Regions from separate parts of the Rattus norvegicus genome. Here all the other regions are linked to region 4. A link is a contact called in public Hi-C data. All regions are on one chromosome and are shown on one strand. The core of a region is the stretch at or near the end of the contact, and the rest is flanking DNA. Distances in the headings are between cores, read along the strand shown. Region 1 has its middle 160 kb from the start of Spry1. Region 2 has its middle 130 kb from the start of Spry1. Region 3 has its middle 340 kb from the start of Rpl23al3. Region 4 has its middle 320 kb from the start of Spry1.

Region 1 (3,113 bases), core at 275-2,774, 160 kb before region 4:
CATCCTTAGCCATGATCCTGTCACTCTAAGAATTGCAAGCAGATCTCGTTCCTTGTCCTGCACGTATCCTGTTTCATGAGTCTTTGTTGCTGGAATGTTCACATCAAGCCCAGGACGGCACGCATACCTCTTAAAGGTGCTCAAATTAAACAGAGAAAAGATGCCGTTGTAAAGTTCTACGTGACCTTCTATTAAGGAATATGTGACTTTGCCTTTGTGAGCACGAGTAGGAAGAAAGAAGAGAGAAGAACCAAAGATGAGGGAAGGAAGTTAGAAAGGGAAGGCAGAAGAAGGAAGGGACAGAAGGAAGGAGAATGGGAGGAAAGAGGGAGGCAGGAGGGAGGGAGAAAAACAGGGATGAAAGGAAGGAAGAGGGAGAGAGAGAGGAGGAGTGAGGAAGGAAGAGAGAGAAGGGAAGAAAAGAGTAGGAAGTCGGAAAGCTTAGAAGAAAAGAAGGAAAGAGGAAGGAAGGACAACGTGAGCTCCCTGCTGTGTTTCGTTCTTAGTTGGTGTTTTCTTAGGCCCGATCTGGAACTGAAATGTGGTAGTTCACGGCACCAGAGGCTGAGCCTGTGGTTTTTACTTCCTGCTCCAGCTGGATCTCAGACTTCCCTAAAGCAGTGTTTGGGATGTGGAACCCAGCCTCCCGGTAGAAGAGCCTTGGCCTGAAGGATCTGCTTACATGTAGCTATTTTCACAGACTAAGTGGCAAGCTCTCAGAATAATCATGTCTGCGAGGTGTTTCTGGGGCATTTCCACTCCCAGCTTCACATTAATTGGAGAGGCCGAGGATACAGCGAACAGCGGAGTCCTCGCCCAGGTTCTGGAGGTGTGGAACATACTGATAGGGAGGCATAGGGAGGGTTCCTCTGGCCCTTTCTTCCCAGCATTTTAATTTCCTTCTCTGCCACCAGAGAAGCAAGAAGCATTACAACGCACGCTAATATACCATATCCAGCACAGTTTTAAAATGCACATGGAGGTCTGGGGATAGCTCAGTCAGTGGAGTGTTTTCCGACTGAGCACCGGATGATCCCCAAACCCCCCTTTAAAAATCCATGCGTGGTGACTCGTCCTCCCTGGAACCACAGTACCAGAGAGTTCGGCACAGAGGGATTTCCAGGGCACTGTGATCAGCTAGCCGAACCTGAGCTGAGGCCCCAGTGAGAGCCCAGGCCCCAGTGAGAACGACCTGCTTCAATAAAGATGGTGGATTGTACTTGATGAAGGACATATGAGGTTGACCTCTGAGTCCCACGTACGTACACACGCACACACACTCACACTCCACATGGACTATGAAGTTGTGATTGTAATTTGGTTATATTCTTTTGGGTTCACTATAACTTGCTAGGCTCTGTATATTTGATGAATCTCTTAACCTAAAGGATGCTGCGGGTGAATTCCTCTGGCAAAGAGGCCTTGTCGCTTACTGCGTTTGCTGGCTTCCCTCCTCTTCCTGACTCACGCACTGGCTGAGACCGCTGAGCTCCCTAGTCCCTTACTCCGTTTTAATGCAAGCCAGGGGTGCAAAGTCCCCAGCTCAGCCTGTCAGAACTTGATAGTTCTGTAAACACTAAAGTTCTTGTTACCATAACACCAGGAAAAATAATATGGGATCCTGCGTATAAATATAGTGGAGGCCCTGGGGAATGGGAACAGTTCTACATGACTTGAAGCCCCGTCACAGCCTAATCTCTTAGAAATAAATGTCAGTGGCGTCCCTGGAATCACAGCGTTTTCTTTTTTTCATTTTTTCTTTCCTTCTTTTTCTTTTTCTTTTTTTTTTTTTTTTCTGACTGTGGTGCTCAGCTTCCTAGAGAATAGTTATGCCTCGGGATTATCTTTTACCTTAGTATAGTTATCTGTCCTGTTTGTTTTTTTCTTTCTTTTTTTAATTATTCACGTAAGCCACGGGAAGTGACAAGCATCTTACTTCGGGCACAGGGGCCTGGGAATGATTAACTCCTGTTCGTGGGCGGGGACTCTGTGCAGCAACCCCTTGGCTCACACCCCTTTGGCTCAGCCACGACAGCCCAGGGCTCTGGACCAGCTCTCCCCTCGGAGGTGGGGTGAGAATTACTGAGGTACACATGGTGTTGGCACGGTATTTACGGGCTGCTGTCTCTGTTGCCCACTCTTGGTGGCTTCGTGTGGCTGACTGCGTTTCTCTGTGCAGATGCGTTTGGCTGGCCTTCGCTTTTATATTTATCCTTGCTTTCCTGAGTACATTTGAGAATCCAAGTTAGACTTGGCCATAGCCGTGGCTGAGTCTGGCTTACGCCACCAGATTTTATGTGTTTCTCCTAAATACCATTGAAAAACCGGGCAAACCTTGGCAAATTCCATACTGAAAAAATTGGAGTCAATAGAGAGCAACACAATGGCTCAAGTTTTAATCATAACTCAACTCAAGTTGTGTTGGTAAATCTCAGTTATCTTGGGGTGCTATGCTTAAAGCATTGGATGGAGGAGAGAAACCCTACCTCACCCACAGATGTTTAAGAGTTTGAGGCCAGCCTGGTCTACATAGCAAGTTTCAGGCCAACCAGAGCTACAAAGTGAGACCCTGTATCAACCACCTCCCTCCGCCCAAACACCACACACAAACAGAACAGCGCAGAACAACACAGCAATTCAGCAAACCTCCCAAAGCTAGAACCAAGTGGGGTGAGGATGTGAGTCCAGTTAGGAGAACAAGAACACGCCGAGGGCCCATTTCTATAAGTAGAAGGGCTGAAATCAGGACCAGTTCCATATATTGTTGCTTATTAAGCATCTTTGTAGTAAGATCTGTTTTTGTAGACAGCAGGATGAGTTAATAGTGGCAGAAGTAATGAAGGCAAGCTAAGGACACAGGGACAGTGCGGTTGTAGGAAAATGTACCCTAATTATGATTGATTGAGCCAGGAGGGCACTTAAATTTAAGTTCAAGTCAATCCAGATGTCTGCTTATTAATAATGTCCCCAGTGTCATAGAACCCCAACTCCCGGAAGCCCCACTTGAAATATAAAGACAGTGCGTGCTCTTTTTTCTTTTCCGGCTGCCTTAATTCCAGGGGTTTTTCTGCAGTCGTGATTTTCCTGTAAATTGTGTTCAAAAGGGCAGGCAC
Region 2 (3,093 bases), core at 65-2,564, 190 kb before region 4:
ATCTCATTAAAGGGCTGATTATTCCACTCATCTAGCATGGTTTAAGGTGAGCCCACCTTCCTAGGGGTCCCTTAGCCAGGTCACTGGTTAACCCACCCAGAATGCTGATTCCTCACCCACAACAGATATTTCATCTTCTTGAAGAATAGAATCTGGTCTCCCTGTAACATCCAGCCACTGCTGTTGTGTTGTTTACCCCCTGAGGAGGTGACCCTGCAATCATTCAGGAGATGAGGTGAAATTGGGGAATAATCCATTTTTACCACGAAAGCCTAGAGATCAGTTCTTAGTCTATCCACCAGAAGTTCTCAGTGTCTGGCAGAAGTTCTGTTCTCCAGCCAAGGTACTGCCTGAAGGTGGAAGAGGAGGAGGGGGAGGAAGAGGGAGAAGAAGGGGAGGAGGGAGGAGGAGGGGGAGGGAGAGGGGGAGGAAGGGGAGGAGGGAGGTGGAGGGGGAGGGAGAGGGGGAGGTGGAGGAGTAGGAGAAGGAGAGGGAGGAAAAGGAGAAAGAGGAGAAGGGACGAGGAAGAGAAGGAGGGAGGGGAGGAGGGGGAGGAGGAGGAGGAGGAAGGAAATCAGACCTTCCTCTGCCATTCTGGCCAGAGAAACAAAGACAGAGTGGGAACTGCTGCTTTGGGGTCCCTGCCCCTCCTGCCAGTCCAGTTTCTATCTCCTGTTTGCATCTTTTGTGCTTCTATTATGATAATATGTCCATAATGTAAAATCATCTGGCTAGAGTCCAGGATGTGTTCTGGTCACTATACTAAAGTTGTTATCTATCTCACAGAATTCTCCCAGCATCCAGCGCTATGGGTACCATCAGAGCACCTTTTTATGGAGGAGACAAACAGCTTGAGAAGGCACTCTTGACAGTGGCTTGATGAAACCCTTGTTGCAATTCTCTGGACAGAAAAGGGGTCATTTTAAAGTCTCTTTTTCCTCCCCTTTGTTGGGAATATACAAACTGGAATCAGATTTTATTTTTAACCGAATAATAAAAAGATGCTCTCTAATTTTAAAATGGTTTTCTTTGGGGTGTGTGTGTGTGGTTTGGAGATGTAGTATCTGCAGGACTAATCTGGTTAATTCTGGATATTTCCTCTTCCAGTCCTTCAGTCTTCTGTTCTCAGGACAGCCTCCATTAGCCTGTGTCTCCGGAAGGCCTGAGTTGGAGGCGGTGTTGGAGCTCTGGGAAACTCATTTGCATACTCTTGTTACAAAGGCGACCACGTCCTGGTTAAGACAATGTACTGTCTGATAAACAGACTGTGTCTCCCGCTTCTGTTGGGCCTGCGCCAGTGTGTGGCCGCCTTTGATACAGGTGCTGTTTATTCTGCCTGGAAGTCCAAGGACAGGACAAACTGTTTCAGGACCTAGGGTCACAGCTTGTGCCCCAGTGAACCAAGTTTGGCAACCTGTCCTCAATACATCGCTGGAAAAGCCAAATTAATAATGAAAACCAGAAAAAAGGAGATTTATTTAACATAACTACACAGGGAAGAAAGACAAAGATCCAGAGACACAACTCCCTCAAATCCACCTTTGGAGTCCTGACAGGAGGATACAGTCTAAATAGAAAGCAAGAGACCCACAGAACTAAGTAGTCTGGCCAAGGTGTAGTCCTCATCGTCTCAGCTCCGAGTCTCTCCTCTTTGTCTGGAAGAGAAGCTTGTCTGCCCTTAGCTTCAGTATCCCCCACCCTCAGGAGGAGACTCCTGGGGTGATTCCTCTGTGTCCCATGGGAGGAACACAGGCAGGTGGCCACACAATCAACCTCCTCCCTTCTCTGGCAGAAATTTCTTGTGCCAAAAACATTTCTTAATGTTGTGTTATGGGGGGGGGAGCGTTGGAATTCCCCACATATGCTGCCCTGGCTTGGTGAAGGAGTTATAAACAAAAAGGTTTGTCTTCTCTAGCTATAAATATCTTGGGGTTCGGGGAAATCAGGAAAACACAGTGCAAGGGAGAAATTCTGATCAAGGTTTGCCAAGCTTTTGTTGATAAATATTTATTTTCACATCTGTTTTCTGCATGTTCTCCGTCCTCCTCCTCCCTCCCAGTCTTACACACACTGATAAGAGGAAATGGAAGTTTAAACAATTAACTTTGGACGGTAAGACTTGCTGCTGCTCCAGAATCCAAATAAAGCAGGATGGAGAGATGGCTCAGCCCTCAAGAGAACCTCTTGCAGAGGACCAGGCTCTGTTCCCAGTACCAACATGGTGGCTTACAACTGCCTGTAACTCCAGTTCCAGAAGATCCAGTGCCCTCTTCTGACCTCTGAGGGAACTGGGCCATGCCTCAGCTGCACATAGATGCAGGGAAAACACCATGCACATAAAAGAAAAGTTGTAAAAAGGATCCGGGCAATCTCTTCTTTCTACTCTGAGGTGCCACACATTTATGGCAGTTAAGGTAAGAAATCCCTCCGTTTCCTGTTCTGCTCAAAAGTCATTCAAATCTTAACGTGACCAAGAACGTTACCGGTGCCTGTCACCAGGGAAAGGTTTTCTGTGACCCACAGACTATTTTATCTTGTTCAGTCAATAATTTTCACAAACCTGCATTTCCTCCAGGGAACAGAGGTGCTGTTTCTTCCTATTTGCATAGTGACCCAGGATACAGTTCTTGCATTCCCCTGAGTCCAGTAGTGTGGGAGCTGGGGGGCCATTGGGGCAGTTGGGACCTGCTGCCACTGAAGCTGTTGTGGAGGGGACAAGGGCAGTCTGAGCAGGCACCAGTTCGTGTTCTAAAGGGCCACTGGTGACCTCTGAAAAGTCCCAATGGCCTCTGGCTGCTGGGGGTCAGTGATGAGACAGAGATGTAGCATTCTGGGACTTAGCTGATAAACTGCGGGAATGAGGGAGTGTGGTTATTGTCAGAGTAGATTCCTCACTCGGAGGTGGTCCTGGTTGGCATTATGGGGACACATGACAGGTGAGATGATCTGAGAGTATGGAAGAGTATTTCCAATTGGATATGAGATGTGGAAACACCTTGTATGGAAACCCCTTGCTTCTTCACTGTAGGGGGCTTGCTTTGAGAAGGCTCTCCAGGGCCTCCTTCAGTGGGAGAACCCTTCACATTTAGAGAC
Region 3 (3,101 bases), core at 47-2,546, 220 kb after region 4:
CCTACTTTCTAGTCTCTTCAGCGTGAGAAGGAACTCTGCAGGCTACCAAAAGAGAAATCTAGACACTAACCCAGTCATCAAATCTTTGACCTACAACCTGTCCTGCCCGCAAGAGATGATGGGGCAATCTAGTGTTGCAGAATTTGTGGGAGTGGCCAACTAATCTGATTTAACTTGAGGCCCACCCCATAAGAGTGAGCCCATACCCTACACTGATTGGAAGGTCAGGAACCAGAGACTGGGTAGCCTAGAGGCCTAAGGTTGAATCAAGCACACTGGTCTTAAAAAGAAAAATCAATGAAATGATTTGTGATGATATTTTGCTATACTCATAGATCAGTGCCTCCTTCAAAGAGGCTTTCTCTCTCTCATAGGAGAGTGGGTGCAGAGATCCCCAGCAAAACTGTATGCAAAGAGAGTCTAAATTGGAGGTCTCCATTGGGTTCTTCCCCTCGGGGTTTGGGGAAATACCATGGAAGAGGGAAAGGAAAGACTGTGTAAGTCAGGGGAGAGAGTGGACACCAGGAGAGCATGGTCCACTGAATCAACTATGATTCAGCATATGAGCTCATAGAGATTGAAGCAGCAAGCACAGAGTTTGTGGGAGTGTGCATCAAATCCCGTGTGTGTGTGTGTGTGTGTGTGTGTGTGTGTGTGTGTGTGTACGTGTACAAGCATGGATGCCATAGGAGGCTAACAGAGAGTGTTGGATCCCCTGGAGCTTGAGCTACAGGTGGTTGTAAGCCATCTGAAAGGGAATCCAGGTCCTCTGCCATAGCAACAAGTGTTCCTAACCACTGAGTCATCCGTCCAGCCTCTGTTCATGTTTTCTCTATGAACTTTCAGCATGAAAGTTGTCATTTTCATCTTGGTCGTTTCTAGCCTACAGAGGTCTCTTATGAAGGATACTGGAACAATTCAACCTTCACATCCTAACCCAGCTAAGATGGAGAGCATATCCTCAGAGTACTTCAACTGACTTCATGTATATATAGGGAAATATATACAATATAAATATTACTTATGAAACATCCCTATTATTTAAAGACAACCACAGGTATATAATGACTGAGGCAGCTTCTGTCATCAGTGCTGCTCCTCAGAAAAGCATGCCCTCTACAAAGGTTTCTTTTCTAAGGCCACACGCTGAAGGGAACATGGCTGCACCCATTTCCTCCTCTATTGCAACAAGAGGTCATGTTTGTTTAGAACGCTCATGTCTGCTCAGCTTGCACACTCTACAGCACCCTGCCAAAGAACACAGTCCCCCAACCACTTAATCTCTAGTGCCCTCACTTTCTGGTCCTTGGCTGTTATTATAGGAACTGGATCTAGCTAGACTTTGCCTCTGCTGCAACAGGGGAATATTAGGGTATCTTGTGCAATAATTTGCAAACAGTGGCTTGAGAGAAATGGGACATAGAAAAAACATACTTCACACTCTGACCTCTCTACATTGTCACAGGGACTGTTTGGCTGGGCTGGCTTCCCAAGATGGGTGAGGGTAAGAAAGAAAGAAAAACAAAAGGGGGAGAAAAGAAGAAGAAGAGGTTAAGAGCTGGGAGAGGTGGGAAACTTGAGGTCAAATTTCAGCTTATCTAACTAGCATGAAACTTTATACAAGACACTGTTATCTTTAAGGCTCAATTTCTCCATTCATAAAATTTGAAAAATATGAGCTGCCTGGATTTCTCAATGGGTAGAGACCTGCTGCTGAGCCTGATGTCTTTAGATGGGACAGGTAAATAATTAGCAGAGTCTAGCTTATGTTTAATTTCGTTACACTGTTGTTGCTGATGCTGTATTTAGGATCATTAATGAAGTTTTATATGGTCTTGGGTTTACTTGGACCCCAGACAAAATGGCTACACACAGAACAAAACCTTAAGGAAAGAAGGGTTTACCTTGGCTCCAAGGGAAGGCATGGGGACAGGAACTGAAAGAAACTAGTTACATTGCATCCACAGCCAGATTACACAGAAGTGAGGCTAGGCTATCAGACTCCCCTCCAGTACCTTGCTACCTGCAATGAAGCTCTCTCTCTTAAGGGTCCCACAACCTCCCACAATATCACCATTAGCTGGAGAGCAAGTGTTAAAACACAAAGCCTATGGCCAGTGCACATTCAGGCCACAGCAATGGCCAAGGTGAAATGAGCATTTTTCAACCATGTCCAATACTCCCACATAACACAACTATGGTCACTATGCTGCTAAATAGGACATAAGGCAGCAATTCCGTAGCCATGGGGAAAGAGAGTCCTCACACTCCCAAGAGGCTATGAGAGTTCCAGCTGGGATACCTCTACTTGGACAGACAACCTCGAAGTGTGGCAAGTGGTCAGGTGCTTCTGATGGTAGGACTCATGTCTCTCTGGAAAGTCTGCCTCTAGAATGGTAGAGTGGACATCAGTGTGGCTGAGCATCTGTATGGTGTGTACTCTCCTCTAATGGTGGTTGAGAGACTGTGGTATAGTCTATGAGCTGTGAGAATGTTCAACATTTTCCATATTGTTGACATAAAGTTTCGGAAGGGTCCAACACTCTAAGTCAAAGTCTTAAAGTCTGTTAGCTTCTGAAATTCTAAAGGCATACAGCCTTTGGGTACTGTAAAAAAAAGTAGACAGGGTTCAAAGGTTTGAAACAACAAAGAATACAAGATGGAAGCAAGAAGAACAAAAATAATGTAAGTGAAAGTAATATTTTGTAAAGCATTTGATCAACTCAAGATTCAAATTAATATTTCTTCAAATGGTTTTAATAAGATGATGGAACAAAACCCCACAGAGAGCCTAATGATGAGTGGCTGTCCATCCTTTCCGGAAAATACACCCTTGACTTCTTTCTTCCTGGACAGAGATGCCTGTTTATGCAAAGCTCTCCCTTGCTCTTGGTTCTCTCTGAGAGGTTGCCTTGGTGTCTATTGGGTTTGGTGGATGCAAACAGGCCAATGTCTCCTGCTCACCTCCTCCCTAGCTCATGGCCAGGTCGGGCAGAAGCTCCTCCCTGAGTAAGATGGGGTTTATAATTATCCTATTAAGAGGTGAACTGGTTAAAGCAGCATTCAATGTAAAACACCAGATATCATTATTACCACACATT
Region 4 (3,032 bases), core at 155-2,654:
TGCTGGCTCCTGCCATGTGTGGGTGACTAGCTCACTCATGTGTGTACCCACACTCATATTTACATCGTGGTAAGGAATATACATTAGTCTTTATCCTATGATTATTGTGTTACCATAAACTCAAATGAATTTGACCACGTAGTGAACATAGCAGGACAGTCCACAAAACCTGCTTACTGCTCGTGGCATGGAGCAAGTCCCATGGTCAAGTGCATCTGGAAGAGTCTCTCCCACACACTGACTTGGGGAGTGGGAGTCAAGCTGACTCCTTCAGCCCTGGGCTCTGTGATTACATCCTGGCATTTTGGTGCAAAGTGAATCCAATGCCTGAGAAAAACTTAAGACCCAGGCCCTTCGGTGAGTGAGTTATTTGAAAATGTCTTGTAGAATTTTATGGTTTTTTTTCCTTCTCAGTATGAGGTTTAATATGGTTTCATTGTATAAGAAGAATAGTCTACCTGACTGGCCCCCATGGTGAGCAGAACTTCCTCAGCCTTGCTGGAACTTTAAGTCCTGTCCCTGAGCAGGCTGAGAGAGGCTTCCTGCCCAGGAGTGTAGGTATACTGAGTGTGGGCCCAGGGGGCCTCCGTTTGGGGTACAGTGTATCTTAGGCTGAGGAAGCAAGCAGACATCTCCAGCTGCCATCAATCAGCTCAGAGCCTGGCTGGAGCCTTAGTGGGTGGATTCTGCTCTGTGTGGTGGAAACACAAGGAGACAGAGACAAATGTTCTCTGGCCTTGTAGCTCTCCTCGCTGCCCTTTCACTGTCCTTAACATGCATGCTCAAATTGATTTAGCCCCTTTCCTCTCAACTCAGCCGTCTACTTTCCTTGCAGACTGACAGCTTTATGTGCGGCTGCCCTGCCAGTAGCTACAGTGTTTCAGAAACATTGACTTCCAGGCTTAAAGGATGAGTGAGGAGGGGTTGGGGGTGGAGAGGAAGGGAGGTGAGCTTGACTCATTTTAATTCCTTTCTTTTAATGGGGTGCAAAACATGCCCATCACGGCACCAACTTTGTCTCTCCCTCTTGTTTTTCTTCTTTATTCCTTTTCTGTGTCAATGATTTCCATGAAAAGGTTTGACTAAAGCCTCGCACTTGAAAAGCACATCTGCCAGGTGATGTCAACGCCTGGCCTGCTCCGTTTCCTGTTGGGTGGTGAACATGCCATTCTCTCATTGCCCTGGAATGCTGATTTGGTCCAGGGGCGAAGGCCAAACACAGGTAGGGTCAAGCTGGAGAAGCAGGGTGTGGGGGTGCTTTCTGTCTTCAGTTCAGCTTTTGAGGGAGGGGCGGGGCTGGGAAGAGACTAGAAGCAGTTTATTGTCTGTTCTGCAATGTAAACTTAGAGGAGGGGGAGAGGGCAGGAAGTGAAAACTGGACTGTCAACAGAACCTTGTCAGCCGCCTGCACAGCAGGCAGACATGCCAAATGTTAGGTGGACCTTTGCCTGGGACAAGCCAGGACCCAGGTTTGACCCTTACCCTGACATTTTTGGAACTGGATAAAAGCACCTTCTCGGAATGTGTGAGAATATTTCTGGCATCAAAGGTCGAAGACTGAGCCTCGGAGTTAAAATAAATATTCAGGGCAAGGAAGGAAACAGTGAGGTGAAGGGTTTGATCAGATATGAGCTGGGAGCTCACGGAGTTCATCCCCCTCCTTGTATTCTCTCTGGTTTCATGTGTTCATCTACATAGCAGCCAACACACAGCATGTCCTTCCTGCTCCTGTGGGGAAGGGTTGAAGGGAGGCCATTGATTTATGCAGACAAATAAAGATAAAAACAAACAAAATAAAATAAAGTAGGTTGAAGCATGAACCCTGGCCAGCGTATTTTCCGTTATTCCCTGAGATAGGTATTTAGTTCATTGTGGTGTCTTACTCTTTAGAGTGGTTGGGAAGATGATGCAGGAAGAGACAAAAGTATTCCCACCTTTTTATAAGAAATAGAATCTGGGGGAAAGACCGTAAGACAGACACATACTTTTCTATGCACACAAAAACATAGAGAAAAGTTTTCATTGATCTTACATGGTTAACATTACGGTTCAGGACTCTAGTTGCCAGCCCAGTAGGCTTATTGCTGAATGCTTTCTGCGTTTCCAGAAGCTGCTGAATGTTGGTTGCCCTGCTAGGCACCGAGATGGCATGTGGGGTGATCTTCACATTATCAGGACTCACTGGGCAGTCCCTCTCTCGAGGGGTCTTCATGGTTGACTGTTCCTAATCAGACAGTGCTCTGAAATACCCAGTTCCTTTGGAGCCGGGCACGGGATGCCCCTGGGGAAGTGAAGCATGCAGTTCCTGAAGCCAGACATTCAGTCTCCACTGAGGACCATGGATGGCTGGGAAAGCCTCCCTACTGGTCTCTGGCTTCTTCATCTTGGGACGGAAGGTATCCTGTGGCCTGCTCACTGCTGAGGGTATGGGCAGAGGCTGTCTGGCAAGGTCAAGGGTGGCTCAGGGAGTTTCTGTGTCGCTTTGTGCAGCCATGGGGCTTTCTTTACCAAGATCCCGTGAAAATACCATTTGAAAATGCAAGCCTTGCTCGGCATAACGGTCTAACAGGTGAAAATACAAGTGCAGGACAACCGTTCCTCTGACCATGAACCATAGAAGTGACTGTAAGTCTCTGTTTAAAGGCCACGGGAACATATATACATATTCAGTAACTGAAAGCCTCCTTTTACTTTCAAGGATGTACTACCGAGGGTGTTCGTACTCTAGGAAACGGGAGGTTTACAAGAGCATTTGTTCCGAATGCAAACTTGGGATCTATAATAGTCTTCCTTTACCTATGACTCCACTTCCTGAGGTTTTGACGGTAGTCAGCTATGGTCTGAAAATGTGGAATGGAATGATCCATCATGCGTAGGTCACACACCCTTCAAAGTAGTATGATGAGGTTTGCTGCAGGATATAAATCATCCCTTCACCTGGCACATCTACCAGGTTCATCCCACCTACACCTCACCTACTTCTCAGCCATGCTGGAGATCATATCCAGAACCATGATTCCTCAGAGCTTGTG

Evidence for each region. Hi-C and Micro-C count contacts between places; a contact is called where the count stands out from the background.
Region 1: a Hi-C map of liver shows a contact between it and region 4, with 3 times the contacts expected there. The contact joins two enhancer-like sites. A contact is called at or near these places in 2 of 12 Hi-C or Micro-C datasets (both in liver).
Region 2: a contact with region 4 is called in a Hi-C map of liver, with 2.5 times the contacts expected there. The contact joins two enhancer-like sites. A contact is called at or near these places in 2 of 12 Hi-C or Micro-C datasets (both in liver).
Region 3: a Hi-C map of liver shows a contact between it and region 4, with 4 times the contacts expected there. The contact joins two enhancer-like sites. A contact is called at or near these places in 2 of 12 Hi-C or Micro-C datasets (both in liver).

What each region holds. Positions count from the first base shown.
Region 1 is chr2:122,644,952-122,648,064 of GRCr8, forward strand. No RefSeq gene overlaps it. Among named protein-coding and RNA genes, the nearest start is that of Spry1, 160 kb to the left of the region's middle. Within about 2 kb of position 1,525, at least 8 of the 93 cell types and tissues checked have an H3K27ac peak or open chromatin away from gene starts, as enhancers often do. A contact at or near this core is called in liver, where this site is marked.
Region 2 is chr2:122,615,662-122,618,754 of GRCr8, forward strand. No RefSeq gene overlaps it. Among named protein-coding and RNA genes, the nearest start is that of Spry1, 130 kb to the left of the region's middle. Within about 2 kb of position 1,315, at least 14 of the 93 cell types and tissues checked have an H3K27ac peak or open chromatin away from gene starts, as enhancers often do. A contact at or near this core is called in liver, where this site is marked.
Region 3 is chr2:123,020,730-123,023,830 of GRCr8, forward strand. No RefSeq gene overlaps it. Among named protein-coding and RNA genes, the nearest start is that of Rpl23al3, 340 kb to the right of the region's middle. Within about 2 kb of position 1,297, at least 3 of the 93 cell types and tissues checked have an H3K27ac peak or open chromatin away from gene starts, as enhancers often do. A contact at or near this core is called in liver, where this site is marked.
Region 4 is chr2:122,803,312-122,806,343 of GRCr8, forward strand. No RefSeq gene overlaps it. Among named protein-coding and RNA genes, the nearest start is that of Spry1, 320 kb to the left of the region's middle. Within about 2 kb of position 1,405, at least 10 of the 93 cell types and tissues checked have an H3K27ac peak or open chromatin away from gene starts, as enhancers often do. A contact at or near this core is called in liver, where this site is marked.